Regions from separate parts of the Rattus norvegicus genome. Here region 2 is linked to region 1. The links are chromatin contacts, called in public Hi-C maps. All regions are on one chromosome and are shown on one strand. The core of a region is the stretch at or near the end of the contact, and the rest is flanking DNA. Distances in the headings are between cores, read along the strand shown. Region 1 overlaps Xpnpep1 (X-prolyl aminopeptidase 1). Region 2 overlaps Mxi1 (MAX interactor 1, dimerization protein).

Region 1 (7,223 bases), core at 2,063-4,562:
GGGGTTCAGCACGCCTGACCCTTCCCCAGAGCTTCCCAACTTGTGCACATTCTCCGCCTCTCCCCACACACACTCCCCTCCTGGAGCAGGGAAAGCAGGAGCGTTCTCAGTGGCTGAGCAGGAGGCCAGAGGCAGTGTGCAGCATCAAGGATGCTGATGAGTGACTCAAAGATCACTTAGCAACCACAGGCCCTGGCCGGCAGTAGGAAAACCCCGGTAAAGAGGTCTGGGCTGAGGCCCCACCACACATTCTAACTAAAGTGGATCCACAGGTATGGCTGCCTCACGAAGGGAAAGGCCATTGCTACCATGTGATCCTAAGACAAATGCTCCAGTCCCCAGTCTCTCTGTGCCTCAAACCTCCAAAGCTCAAACACAGGGAACGAGATGAACTGTGTGCTGGGAAGTGCACCCCAGCATTCAGGGTCTTGGGAGCCTTCACCACCGTTTAGCACCTACACGACCTTACTCGTTCTGTACTTTATCTGAAAGCATTCTCACAGCGGCACCGTCATACTTAGAGCTTCTTATCTCAGGCACACTAACTGCTGTTAGGACAGACATATTTGAATAAGCCTAAGTATCAGCGTGTGCCACCCAAGACCATCTTTCCCACCACACCCTGGAGACATAAACCCAAGGAGTTTAAAGGGCCTCAGAGGCTCCACTCCAGGATCCAGCTCTGGGCTCAGGCAGAGACCACAGGTCAGAGCCCATCCAGCTCTGTTCATCAGAACCACAAAGGTGCCAGCCCCGTACAGACAGGGCGGACTGAGGCCACTCACCTTGGGGATGGCCTCGCTCACAGCATAGCTGGCTTTGTCACTGACCCACACCTTCTCCCTCGGGGACAGGTCAGCACACAGGGTCTTGAGTTCACTCAGGATGGACTTGTAAGGCAGCACCTGGATTTTATATTCTGCCTCCAGGCCCAAGTCAAGGAGCAGGTGCTGTTTCACACCAGGCGCATCAATGCGGTCCCCGTCGATGAAGAGCCTGTGGGGATCGGGGTTCACCCCACTCACATATGATGGCTCACCCCACTCGAAAGACAGAGGAGGGCACGCCGTCCCTTTCCGAGATTCCTCTCACCCCACCTCTGCCCACCACCACAGCTCACCTAGCCTTCATTTTTGATTCAACATGCTTCCTTTTTCCTCCAGCCATCTCCTCTTACACACCTACGATAGCCCTTCCTGTGCACACACATCCACCCCTAACGGGCTGGTCCCCCACTTATATGCCTGAACCCTTCAGGGAAAGGAGAGCTCAGCTTCTCAACTGTAACCCAGGACGCTGCCATTCATGCTAGCATCCAATACCAGTCCCAACACAGTTCACAGTCAATAAGTGAGCTGTCCAAACATGAGCACGGTGCAATGATAAATACATGTAGAGTGTCACGATGAACCCTCTATTTTACACATTAAGTAAAAAGAAGAAAGGACGGACTTGTTGTTGCTGCTGCTAGTGGTTGGTTGGTTGGTGGTTTTTTTGAGACACGGTCTCACTTTGTAACACCAGCTGTCCTGGAACTATGTAGACCAAACTCAGATATCTGCCTGTTTCTGCCTTCTGAGAACTGGAATTAAAGATGTGTACAGACACACCTGGCCCCTGCCGTAGTTAAGTTTTAACTGTCAACTTGACACAGCCTACCATTGTCTGAGAAGTGCAAATGAGCTGAGGACAGGCCAAAATGATTGGCTACTGGGTAAATCTCTGAGAGATTGTCTTGGTTCAGTTGATACAGGAGGGCCCAGCCCTCTGCCTGTGGCACCATTCCTTAGGCATGCGCCCACTGCAGGTGGCACCATTCCCTAGGCAGGTGATTCTGTGCTATATAAGAAAGCCAGCTATGGCTCAGTGGTTAAGAGCATCAACTGTTCTTCCAGAAGTCCTGAGTTCAATTCCCAGCAACCACATGGTGGCTCACAACCATCTGTAACAATGCCCTCTTCTAGTGTGTCTGAAGAAAGCGACAGTGTACTCATATAAATGAATAAATCTTTAAAAAAAAAAAAAGAAAAGAAAAGAAAAGAAAAAAGAAAGAGAGAAAGCCAGCTAAACAAGGCCCTGCTTCAAGCTCCTGTTTGAGTTCCTGCCCTGGTTCCCCTCAATGGTGGACTGTGGCATGAAGTGTAAGTCAAGGTCATCCTTTCCTCCCCTAAGTTATTTCCAATCAGAGTGTTCTATCACAAGAGCAAAGAACTATAATCCCATTCAACAGAAAGACAATGACGTTAGCCTGAAAGTAATGTCTGAAGTGGTAAAACTGGCAAGACAGCAGACCATAGACCATGATTCCCCATATTGCTGCTGACCTTTAAGACGCCTGGGGTCCAGAACCATACAGCTAAGCCTATGCTGCTCCCTCCGCACTGCCTTCTGGGAAACCTGAAACCTGTGTGGCCTGGGCCAGATCACACAGCAGGAACCTCATGAAGAACCTCACAGCATCTGTGCTCTGATAGTCTCACACACTTATTTCTCAGTCTTGTGTTACTATAAATAATTTTGTAGATTTCAAGACATTTAGAGGTTTAGAGGGAAGGCAGGATTAAAGCAAACACCTGTTAGGACAGGCAAGGACAAGCGGATGAAGGAGGAGTTCTAAAGTGAGAAAGCAAGCATAGCAACGGTGGGGTGAGGGCCAGGAGGGGGTATCTGGGTGGGAGAGAGCACTTACATGATCCTCTCTAGTCCTATGATTGCGTAGGAGAAAAACACCGGGTTGTGCTCCACATCTGACCCTCGGAGATTGAACAGCCCTAAAAAGGAAAGCAATTTCTTTAAAATGGTTCCTTTCAATGCCTGGCTCCAGGGTCAGGCTTTACAGGTAGCTTTTGGGGAGGGAGGAGTTTCTGCTTAGAATTCAGCTCCTATCAAAGGATTCCACATCTCTCAGGGTTCCACGACTGAGCTGCAGATGCTGGTGTCGGCCACCTGATGGCGCCAGAACTGTTTCCTAGTTGGCCATGTTGCAAGCCTGAGGAGGGAGTAGGATCAAAAAGTCATAACCAGTGTCCCCCAAAGAGCTGAAACTGGTAACTGACTGTGGGAATCTGCCAAGCTCAGCGCTGCTGCAAACAGACTCTGACCCCCTCAAATATAAGGGGGACACATGCAATCTCTCTATTCCAAGGCAAACGACCTAGGACAGAAAGTCTGAAGTGGAGGTGGTGACATAGAGACCCCACTGAGCTCCACCTACACAGAGCTCTCCTCAGAGCCGGAAGTCGTGAGTCAGGAGGCTGTGGCTCAGCCACAGTGGGCTGTTACTGGGCTGGGTGGAGGACCTGCCCTGAGCCAGGGGCTGGAGTCTGATGAGGTCACCGAACACTTGAGAAGCCTAACAGACAAGCAGACAGTGCAGCTCTGGGCCTGGCTGCCGCTCCAATGCTTGCTCTCAAAGATAAGGGAGCGAAAAGGCCAAGTACAAAAAGCAGCCGCCCCCTCTATGTTAAAATAATGGCTTCTCAAAGAAAGTAGAAAGGTTTAACCTCATACTGACTCTTGAGTGTTTTATTTTTTGGAGACAAGGTCTCATTGTGTAGCCGTAGACAGCCTGGAACCTGCTAGGTGGTCCAGGCTGGCCTCGAACTCAGATTCACATGCCTCTGCCTCCCAAGTGCTGGGTTAGAGGCCTGCCTCCCATCGGGCTTTACTACCTCCTTCTGAAATGAAGGGACTTGGGGCTGCTGACGTGTGACAGAATGGATGTGTCAGAAGTCCCACCACACGCTCACCCTCACACTCACAAGAGTACCCACAAAATCAACCAGAAATAGGAAGGCAAAATGACCAGAAACTGAGATATGTGAGTATGAGCCATGCTCCGGACGAGAGAACCACAGTAACTTATGGAGAAGCTGGAGATAGCGCAAAGGCCTCCAAATGGAAGCTGTCAGGCAGACCTTAGCACCACCATTTGAGGGGATTCTTAATGCTTAAATTGCGTTTATATTTGTTCCCAGCACACTGACACGTCTAGAACACCAGGCTGAATGACAGATACACAGAAATGTCAACAATGGCTGTCACTAGGGAAAAGGCTTGTGAGTGAATCTTATTTTTCTTCTACTTCCTCTGCACTTCAGAGGGTCTCCAAAATAGGGACATATTTGTTTTATTTTCAAAGAGAGAAAGCACTTTTGTGTGTTTTTCCCTCTGAGGCAGGGTTAATTCGAGACAACAATCACAGACATCTGACAAAGTCTGGGGACGGAAGAGGCGGGACATCCCCAGTGGGCTTTCTTCCTCCAGTGGAGAGATAAAATGCACAAAAGCCTCTTCCAAGCCTCCCTGAATCAAATCCAGTCAGAGCAGGACAGGAGAGAGCATTTCACTCAGGCTCCTTCAAACTCTGGGAGAGGACAGGTTTTGAACAGCAGGGGTAGTGGAAAGTCAGAAGATTAAGGGGCAGGACCTAGAGAAGACCTTCCTGTTAAGTTTTCTGAGGTAAAAACTTGACTAGAATACTCTCTCGGTGAAGATCTTAGAAACTATTTAAGTATAAAGAGAGAGCAACACAAAAAAAAAATATTTAGAATATTCTTCCTCAGAGAAGTCAGTCCTTCAGACTGCGAGGCCAGAGGCAGGCATCACACACCGGATTCACCAGGAGCCCCTGGCTGTGTGTGCGCTGTTCTGTCAGGTGGGCCATCCCTATTCCAACTGTAATGCTCCCTCCTTTGTGCTAACCAGCATTTGCTCTCTTATTTAAAGACACTGTTACGAATTCCCTCACCATTCACAGAGCTGAATGGCACAAACACAGATTCCCAGAGGCCCAAGGAGGAGATCAGGTAATGCCCCTGCAGTGAAACCAGAGTACTCACATGCAATCTCGTCTAGGGCAGTGACCACAAACCACACGATGCTCCTCTCTGCCATTTTCAACCGAAGGTCTGCAACCTTCTCCTTCCACGAGATGCCTGTAAGAAAACAAATGAGCGTCTGCCTCCTCTATGACCCTCGGAAGTCAGAAGCCAGGTGAGAAGGCTATGCTGAACCCTCGCACACAGTACCACTTCTCACGGCAGGCGTGCAGCGTAGAGTCCATCCCTACAGAAGGAAGACGACTCTGCCAAGTCCCCTGACTGCCCTGAGCCCTGCCTGCCTCCCCCAAAGGCCTACGCAGCACCCAGACCTACCAGGCGCAGCATCTACCAGGGGTCCTACTGCTTGGAGCAGTTATGGCTCTGGACACACCAAGTTCCTCCCTGTTGGACTTACAGTCCACAGGGCAGCACGTACAGTTAGACTGGCAATTACATGGGCTAGCACATAGAGGCTAGTGTGACTGAGCCTGGACTATCTGAGTACACTCTCCACAGCAGACCTCCCCTGTGAAACTCGCTTTGCGTTTCTTGGGCCCAAAGACTTGGGGCTAAGACCAGAGTCCCTGCTGCAGGCTGACCTAACTCACTGTGAATACTGCTTCCAAGTCACACTCCCAGAATGCAGTGTGGCACCTGAGGAAGTCACCTCACTACAGAAGCATCTGTAACTTAGCTTCTCACTAGCTACCTATGAACAGGGTAGGCACTGGTCTACCCAGCACCTAGCAGTGTCATGAGCCTTCCAAAACAGAACCTTGGGCAGCAGTATCTGGGCGCTCTCTCCTGCAGCGACAGGTCAGAGGCTCTATTTCAGTTAAAAGACAACTTCAACCATGCTGATGGAAAGTAGTAAGCTGACCCTGGGCCACTCGCTGAACTCATCCTCCCCATAAGCCACGCACCCCAATGAGGGTGTCACACAGGAAAACAAGCCTGGGGCTGCCCACAACCACAGACTGCTTTGAAGATCAGCCCGGGGAATGCTGTTTAAAACTTGGCCAGTGTCTGAGCTGTGATACTTTCTTCCCAGGACCCCTCTGGCAATCTGCCTACATTCCAGACGTCCCCAGCCACCTCCCTGTTTCTACAGCAAGGCCCTCCCCTGCAGCCCCACCTCCAGTCTCCTTCTAGCCTTCACTGTCTCCATTAACCCACACTTTCTTCTCCCACAGAAGCCTGGCAGTACATGCGGCTCACACACTCTCACAGGCCAGGAGACAGCCACATCTAAACTTCTACACCGTAAGCTACAACCCAGGGAGGCCTGGAGGGCAGCCCCACGAGTGCCACAAGAGAGGAAGTGGGCCCAGGGTCAGGAGCAGTTGCCAACCAGGGGAAAGCTTTGGTCTTCCCCCAGCACCCACAACACCACCAGAAAAGCTCTGCCACCACAGACTGAGCCAAAGTAGGTGGCAAGAAGACAGCAAAAGCGGAAGGCGCTAGAGCCCGCCTGGTCAACTGGCCATCCACGCCAGGTGAGGCACAGTCCTGTGGTAAGGCCAGAACCTGTGCCGGAGACAAGGCTGCATACAACGGCATCTACCAACTCCATAACAGCGCCTTGAATATGACTTTAACAAGATGGGTTGGCAAGGCAGGCTCTCGGAGTCACAGCTATGGCTCTGACCTGTATAATCCAGACCCAGTGTGAGGAGGGGCTTGCAAGGGCGCTCTGGCCGGTCTGTCCAGATCTTATCCACAAGGTTCTCCTTCACAGGCACGAGGTGGTGACCAGCACTTCGAAGTACCTTGGCCATCTTCTTCCAGTAATCTGAAGAAAAGCACATGGCCAGCCACAAATGAACACTCGTTTCACCTAAGGCAAATTGCAGGGTTTGGGCCAGCCTCTTCTGAAAGGCATTCCTCGGTGCCGGGCTCACAGAATAAAGAACGTCGCCACCTTCCCTGCCTGTCCCAGACATGTCTTCTGTAGCTGACCCTCGATCGTGACATCGAGTCGTATTGAGTCCCGAATGCCCCAGATCCCAGCAGCAAACATGGAGAATTACAGAGGAGTCCAGGAGGCCGGAAAGGACCAAGTCACTCACCTGTGGGAATGATGAGAGGGTCCACACCAACCCTGGATCCTTCCGGAAGCACACTCACCAGCCAGTCCTCCTGAGTCGGTGTGTCCTTCAGACCTAGGAGGACAGAACTCCTAAGTGGCTTCCTTTTACAGACAAGGCCAAGATCACAGAGCAAAGCCCCTGCCCACAGCCAGCCTCTGTCTAAGCTGAGCCTAAGTCTTGGCCACAAAAAGTCCTTCTTGGAATTCCAAGTGCTATACACAGGAGCCTACTCCAACCTTGGTTCTCCCAACCACAACAATGCACAGCCTCTTCCTTCTACAAGACTACGGAAATTATTAAACAACCTCCA
Region 2 (7,223 bases), core at 2,113-4,612, 360 kb after region 1:
AGGTGCTGGTATCTGAACCCCTGGTCCTCTAATAGAGCAGTAAGCCCCCCCCCCCATTGCTGAGCACACCAGCCTGTCAGGAGAGCCATTCTTTTGTTTTCTTTCCAAGGCAGGGTTTCTCTGCCTCGACTGTCTGTCCTGACACTCACTCTAGACCAGGCTCACAGATCTGCCTGCCTCTGTCTCCTGAGTCCTGGGATTAAATGTGTGCACCACAGTGTGCGGCCATGAGTGCCATTCTTAAACCCTCCACTTTACTATTTAGTGAAAGAGACCGCAACCCTAATTAGGAGTTCAGCTGAAGCCTGTCAGTTTCTCATTTTCTGAGATCACACCATAATATATACTGCTGACTAGAATTGCAACAGATTCAGAATAATGCGGTGTCCAGGGTTCTGGCGTGCACAGATATTATCCTAGTATATGATTATACTGTTGAGAGACTCTCGAATTGATTATCAGATCAACTTTGGCAAGCCAGAGTGTTCCAGATGCATGTAAAAATAATTGTATTTCTTCTCCCTTCTATGTGCTCATTCTGTTGAATATTGGAAAAATTAAAATAATAAAGAGTACAAATTTAATCCCAACTAGAATATGATATGATTGGGGCTGGAAAGATGGCTTAGTGGTTAAGAGAACTTGCTGACCTTGCAGAGGACTGGTGTCTGATTTCCAGCGTTCTTGTGATCTACATGGTTTTTAACTCCAGACCCAGCGAATGCAGAGCCATCTTCTGGCCTCTGCGGGCGTTGCACACATAGTGGTGCACGTAAGGGCAGCATGCATAAGGGCAGCACACACACACAGGGTCTTCCTTTAAAAATACAACTATGTTGTATTTTTAAATAAATAGTATTAACAATCTGAAGGCATATGTAAGGAGGGTCGCATGAAGGACACAGTAGTGGGCTGAATTGGTAACAGTTGGCTAGGTGTGGTGGCACTCTTAAAACTGCAGTATTCAGGAGACGGTGGATCGAGAGGGGCCAGCCTGGTTTATATAGCAAGATTCCAAAGACAAAAGTGAGTGAAGTGCTCAGCATCCAGACCCTGGAGATAAGGGCGTTCTGTGGAATGGGCACAGGCAGAAGCAGTCTGGATGTGAATCATCTGTACGAGGGTGTGGATCATGGGATGTATGGCCGGGGAGGCGGGAAGCAGAGGGCAGAATTCCATCTTCAAAGGGGCAAAGATCACTCCAGGCAGCTTCACAGATCTTTCTAGAATGTAGCTCAGAGGTGTGACAGGGTGGGCAGCTGCTTACTGGGGGCCATTGTTTCTGACCCTCTGGCACTTGTTGTTCTTCCCACCTGAGAGTTGTAACATTGCAGCCTGCACAGAGTCTTTCTTGAAAAGAATACAAGTTTGTCACAATTAGTTGAGAACTCAGATGTCACTTCCTTTACATACAGATACACACTCACTCACACTCTCACACTCACACTGTCACACACTCTCTTACATGTTCACATGCTCTCACACTCACATATTCTCACTCACTCCCACATACACATTCACATATACACACGTACACACTCACACACTCACACAAACACTCACATACTCATGCACACACACACTCATATATACACACTCACTCATACACATATACACTCACACATACACACTCACACTCACACACACATTCTCTCACATATACTCACACACACACACTCACGCTCTCATACATATACACACTCATACACACACTCTCACACATATACACACTCACACTCACTCACATACACTCACACAGACTCTGTCACACATACACACTCTCACACATACACACTCACACTCACACACAAACACTCATTCTCTCACATATACTCACACATACACACACACTCACTCTCTCATACATATACACACTCATACACACTCATACACACATACTCTCACACATATACACACTCTCACTCTCACATACACTCACACAGACTCTGTCACACATACACTCACTTTCACACACTCACACTCTCACATATACACACTCCCACACACACTCTCACACATACACACTCTCACACACTCAGACACACACATACACACTCACATACACATAGACACCCTTTACCTTGTCTCTTTCTCATATCCTCTTGACCCTGCTCCCCTGCCCATTCTCGTCTATACTCCAAGTCTTGGGGATACATAATCTCAGCCATGAGTCAGAAAGGCCATCCTTAAGTCCAAAAACCCTACTTATCAGCTGGAACTGCTAGCAGTTTTCTGGAGGTCTTGAGATATTTAGTTTTCATTAATTAAACCTATTTTAATTGTATGTATGCGTGATTCCCCCTATGTGGGCATGTTCACGTAGATGCGGATACCCTGGAGTTCAAAGGTCAACATTAGGTCCCCGGAGCTCCTGTTACAGCGGTGGGGAGCAACGCAGCACGGTGCTAGAAATTGAACTCCGGTCCTCAGCAAGAGCATTTGCCCTCTAAGCCCCGAGGCATCTCTCCAGTGCCACAGCTTTTGTTTTATAAGCGCATTTTGTGTTATGTCTGTTTATTTGTATATAAAATATTTTTACAGATTAGTTTAAGGAAAATAATGACTTTTGAAAGACACCGTATCTAACCTCTCACTCTCTGAGACAAGTACCTCCAGGATGTACATTATCCTCCCCTCTGAACGTTAGATTTAGAGTGGTCTTTAAGGACTTCACAGTGGATATATTGGTGCCCTTAGTGTGTTGGGGGTAGGAGAACAGAAGAGTCATAAATTTGAGGCAAGCTTGGCTATATCGCAAGTCCCAGCGTACGTCGATGAGCCCTTTCCTGCCAGCACTGACATGTGTCAGGTGTGTGTGCCTGTGCCTACGACTTCACTACGACACTCATTCACGCTTCTGTGTGGTTACTTTACAACACTGACTGAGAAGACTGTGAAGTAAAAGTTGAAAGATATGAAGAGGGTCCCAGCCCCTCTGTGTTTATTTCTGTTGTCACCGAGCCCCATGGCTCCCAGAGTCAAGTCTCACAGTGGGAAAATTCCCCTTGCCAGGTTACTGCCGTGAGCTGCCGGGGAAGCACAGTTACCAGATACTAGTTGATAAGAGCAGCTTGTCTAGCTCCCTTGTTTGATAAACAGAACGAGGTGAACGGGATATGATCATATATGTTTTCATAAATAAAATTCATGAGCAGAAAGCCGTGTGCTTGATTTATCTGGATCCATTTCTAATGCCATGTTTTAAAGTAAGCAGACAGATTTTCGCCTATCTTTAGAGACTCTCAATACATTAAACTGCGTGGAAACTTGAGTGTATAGAATGTGTAGGGTAGCAGCTCACGGCTGTCATGTGCAGGAGCGCGGAGGGAGTGAGAACTGGCAGCTGGCCAGACTAGCTTGAAGAATGCGGCTCCTGGGAGAACTCCCAGCCTGTTGCGTAACAGCAGAGAGGAGAGGGCAAGCTTGTCCCTATCACTCCGCTTATTTTCCATTTTGATTTAGCTACTTGGCAAAGTCTTGGTGTCCCGGGGCGGGAGAATGAAGGGCCAGGCCTCCGAGGGCATCAGCCAGCACTGTTTGTGGGGCCAGGCGGGGCTGGACTTCTCATTGTTGGGCTGGGGGATCGGTTTCCAGAAGGACTTGAAAAGCACTGCCGTGGGAGCTTTGGTTTGGTTTCTACGCTTTTCTTTTTCTGAAAGGGAATTCTTCCCGCAACTGCATGTGCTCTTAGTTGATGCGTCTACCCTCCACAGCGCCCTGTTTTGTAGGAAGTGTCTTCCTTGCATGTTTTGTGATATCTGTTTGTCAGTGGAGCTCAGAGGGTTTCTTCAGGGAAAATGACCCCACCCGACCAACATAATGGCAGCACCACCTCCTCTTTCCCAGTTTGAAGATGTGGGCCATTTTGATAGGACTAGGAAGAGCTGTTGGCTAGGAATTGCTACTTGAAAGAGCTCATTTTAAGGTGGACTTGAAAGTGGCTTTGAGACTCAGAGTGCGTTTGTGTGTCTCCGTCCTTCAGCCTCATCTTAACAGGCGGGCGGGGTTTGCTTAGCGCTAGCCTCTTCCGCAGGATTTGTTTTCACGCTGACCTACCAGAGATGTTAACATATTATATTTGGAGCTAACCCAGTGTTACAGAGTATCCGTGTGTTAATAAAAGTTAAGTAACCGATAACCAGGAAGTTAACATTTAAAAAAAATTGCCAAGTCCAATTCCTTGACTTTAAAATGTGACGTGCGGGATCCTTATTCTGGGTATCAGTCCTTTGTAGAGACCTCGGAAAACGTCACTGTGTATTTGATCCTGTTTTCCTCAGTGAGTATGGATTTCAGATCAAACTAGACCTTTTGTGTCTCTTGTGGCCTGTGATTGGGCAACCCCCTAACAGGAGGTTTTTGAGCCACCGGTCACTAGAATGGAGGCAGGAAAAGACCAGATGGCAAAAGGCAGGCCAATCTGTGGTTACCAGCAGAGGCCTGGGGTGAAGGGGACAGAGGAGGTACAACAGCCACCCAGCTCTTCTAGGAAAGCAGGTGACTCGCCTCACACTGATAGTCAGGGTGCACCCGCCGCTCCTAGAAGGAAGTGGCATGTGCGTGCACGAGGAGTTTGGGACAGCACAGCCCTGTTGGTCAGCTGGCAGCTGCCACCAATCCTTTGCTGTGTTTCACTTTGAAACACAAAAACTGTAGGAAGTGATACTTAGCTTCCGCAGGGACACCTTAGTAAGTAAGGCGCCCTATTCACTGGTCATCATCCTTCATACAGAGACAGGCGTGTCCTCTGGGCGTGTGCTGCGCCTTGGAGTGTATTTATAATCACCCGCCTGAAGAAATGTTCACAGTGGCCGAGGAAAACCCCTTCCAGAATGTAATTTTGCCTTGCCTATCCATTTTGGGCATTAAACTTTTGACTTGGTTTATTAATAAATTTAAAAATTTATTAAGACCCTGAAACTGAACACGGTGCTTCCTTACAGAAGGGCACCTCAGCCTTTTCCTCCTGTGTGAGGGAAACCGAGGCATTGTTAACCTCACAGGTTTTGTTTCTGTGGGGTTTTGTTGCTTAGCTGTTTGCAGCCCTGGGCATTGAGCTAGGACCATGTGCATGGTCCGAGGTCATTTACCCTGGACTCCAGCCTGTAATCTCAAGTCAGATCCCCTTTTCCTCCTTTAATTACCCGGAAAGTCCTCGCTTCTTCAGAGACAGATTCAAGACCCTTAAATCTCTAAAGCCAAGTTTCACCTGCTTTTAAAGGTCTGCCACCTCCCCCTGCGGATGTCCCCACACCTGGATTGCTTGCTTGGTGTACGCCTAGTGGGACACTCGGGAATCGGGTTCCTTCAAAAATTTTAATTTTTAAAAATTTTTATTATTTATTTTTTGCTCTCCCCAACCAAAGAAATACCTAAAATAATTTGAGTACACAAAAGAGACATGGCAAATATATAACCGAATAATCTGAGAAAGAGGGAGAGCAAATAGTACCCTGTTTGCTATTTTCTCCTTTAAATTTTGACATGTGGGGAATCACACAGGACCTTGCTGGTTAAGCACTTACTACTGAGTTACATCCTCGGGTTTGTCATTTCGGTAAAGGTTTTAGCATGACAAAACAAAAACGTGACTTAGCCTAGTGAAAGACTGGTTTTAAAACCTAAAATGTTAAAAGATAATTTGCCGCATGGGCGAACTTTTGGAATTGAGTAATTCGAACAATATCGTCAGAGTGTTCCTCTGACATACTTCCTTAATTTTTCTGGTTGCTCTCTTTACTTCTGTAGAAGGCTGAATTCAGAGCAGAGCCTCTAATTTTTAAGAGAATGGCCGGCCTGTGTCTCACCCTTGAGCCATGTCTCCTGAGGAAAGTTGTTAGGCAGAAACCGAGGGGATCTAGTGTAGAAGATAAAGCCACCTCCCCCGTGTGTGTGGTCTGGGTGTTGATTCTGGTCTGCTTAGCAAGAGGGACCTGAGCAATGCAACTCCTCGGCTGAGAGAATTAGGTTTGGAGCGACCTTTAAATTGTTAAGTAGAGAGAAGTGCAGACGTCCCTTCATCCGCTTTAAGTATATGCAGTTGCAGCCTGGAGTCAAGTGTTAGACTTGAGAGGACAGGCTCAGAAAAGACTGGAAATTCTCTTCCGATCGTTCAATCACTGTGGCTGGGCCTGTGGATGCTGTAAGGCCCAGCCATCATCAGCCAAACCTCTGGCCTCGCTGCCCTTAATCACCCTTGCTTGTCAGTGACACAGCTGACCACTTGTCACCTTTCCTGCCCCTCTCTCAAACGCTACATTGGAGATTGTCACTTGACATCATTTGTTGTGTATTAAGACCCAGTGAGCTAATGAGACTATTCTAGTCCCGTTTGAGAGAAAGAGGGGGCCTTGCGTTACCCTGATACAGTTGAGACTGTTGTAGAAAGTTCAGTTACAGCCCCAAAGGAGTCCACATGCCGCACGCCACTGAACTGTTAATGCTTGGTAAAGCAGACTCAGACTGGAGACTACAATGTTTTAATGTCTCCGTTATACGCGTGGTCACAGCTGGAGAGCGCAAGTGCGCGAGGCTCTCTGGAAACATTTCTAGGAAAAAATGCCCTCTGGTTTTTCCAGAGAAGGGACTGTCAGAGAACTTAGGACTTTGAGTAATTCTGTCACCTGTTTTCCCTGTGCAGAACTTAGGCTAGGTCGTGAGAAGGGAAGAGAAAGGGAGAAAGTAACCAAGAGCAGTCTGCTCACAGCACAAGTGGAGGCCTTCGTGCCGTGCTGGATCAATGGAACTGTCGTTTTTAGAAGTACTGCGGTGTGTGAAGACCAGGAAGTGTTGAGGTCATTCTGCCTACTGCATAAACAGCATCCAAGCCTGTAGGATGGCTACAGTTACTGAACAGTGTGGGTGCATGTGTGTGCGCGTGTGTGCGCGCACGTGTAATTACAAGGTGGAAGGAGATAGGAACCTTGGTGTTTTCTATCTCCTCTGAGGTACAGTAACTGCACCCTCCTCCAGCCTGCGTTTTAGGCATTCGGCACCCCTTTCACTCTAACAGCACAGTGGGGAGCTTACGAAGGGGCCTAGAGAACAGATACACGATCTCTGACAGAGTTCCTGGGGGGATGACAAAGTGACTTGTGTCTGCAGGGCACAAAGCGGTGGAGCGGGAGGCCAGCACCGCTGTGTGCAGGTACTTTGAAGAGTTGGGAGTGAGATGGTTGTTGGCTAAGGGCTCAGAGTCGCTGTTGTTAGATCCTGTGTGTCTA

What was found. Hi-C and Micro-C count contacts between places; a contact is called where the count stands out from the background.
Region 2: a Hi-C map of mammary epithelial cells shows a contact between it and region 1, with 3 times the contacts expected there. The contact joins two enhancer-like sites. A contact is called at or near these places in 8 of 12 Hi-C or Micro-C datasets (the A7r5 cell line, the Rat2 cell line, Schwann cells and 5 more) and 1 of 1 datasets of contacts at active chromatin or transcription factors (oligodendrocytes).

The regions. Positions count from the first base shown.
Region 1 is chr1:262,020,724-262,027,946 of GRCr8, forward strand. It overlaps Xpnpep1 (X-prolyl aminopeptidase 1), which reads right to left. Exons shown (of 21, transcript NM_001398660.1): 6 at 6,893-6,985; 7 at 6,472-6,615; 8 at 4,842-4,937; 9 at 2,690-2,771; 10 at 786-996. Among named protein-coding and RNA genes, the nearest start is that of Xpnpep1, 32 kb to the right of the region's middle. Within about 2 kb of position 3,313, at least 29 of the 93 cell types and tissues checked have an H3K27ac peak or open chromatin away from gene starts, as enhancers often do.
Region 2 is chr1:262,378,014-262,385,236 of GRCr8, forward strand. The region is part of intron 3 of Mxi1 (MAX interactor 1, dimerization protein); the gene reads left to right. Among named protein-coding and RNA genes, the nearest start is that of Smndc1, 24 kb to the right of the region's middle. Within about 2 kb of position 3,363, at least 56 of the 93 cell types and tissues checked have an H3K27ac peak or open chromatin away from gene starts, as enhancers often do.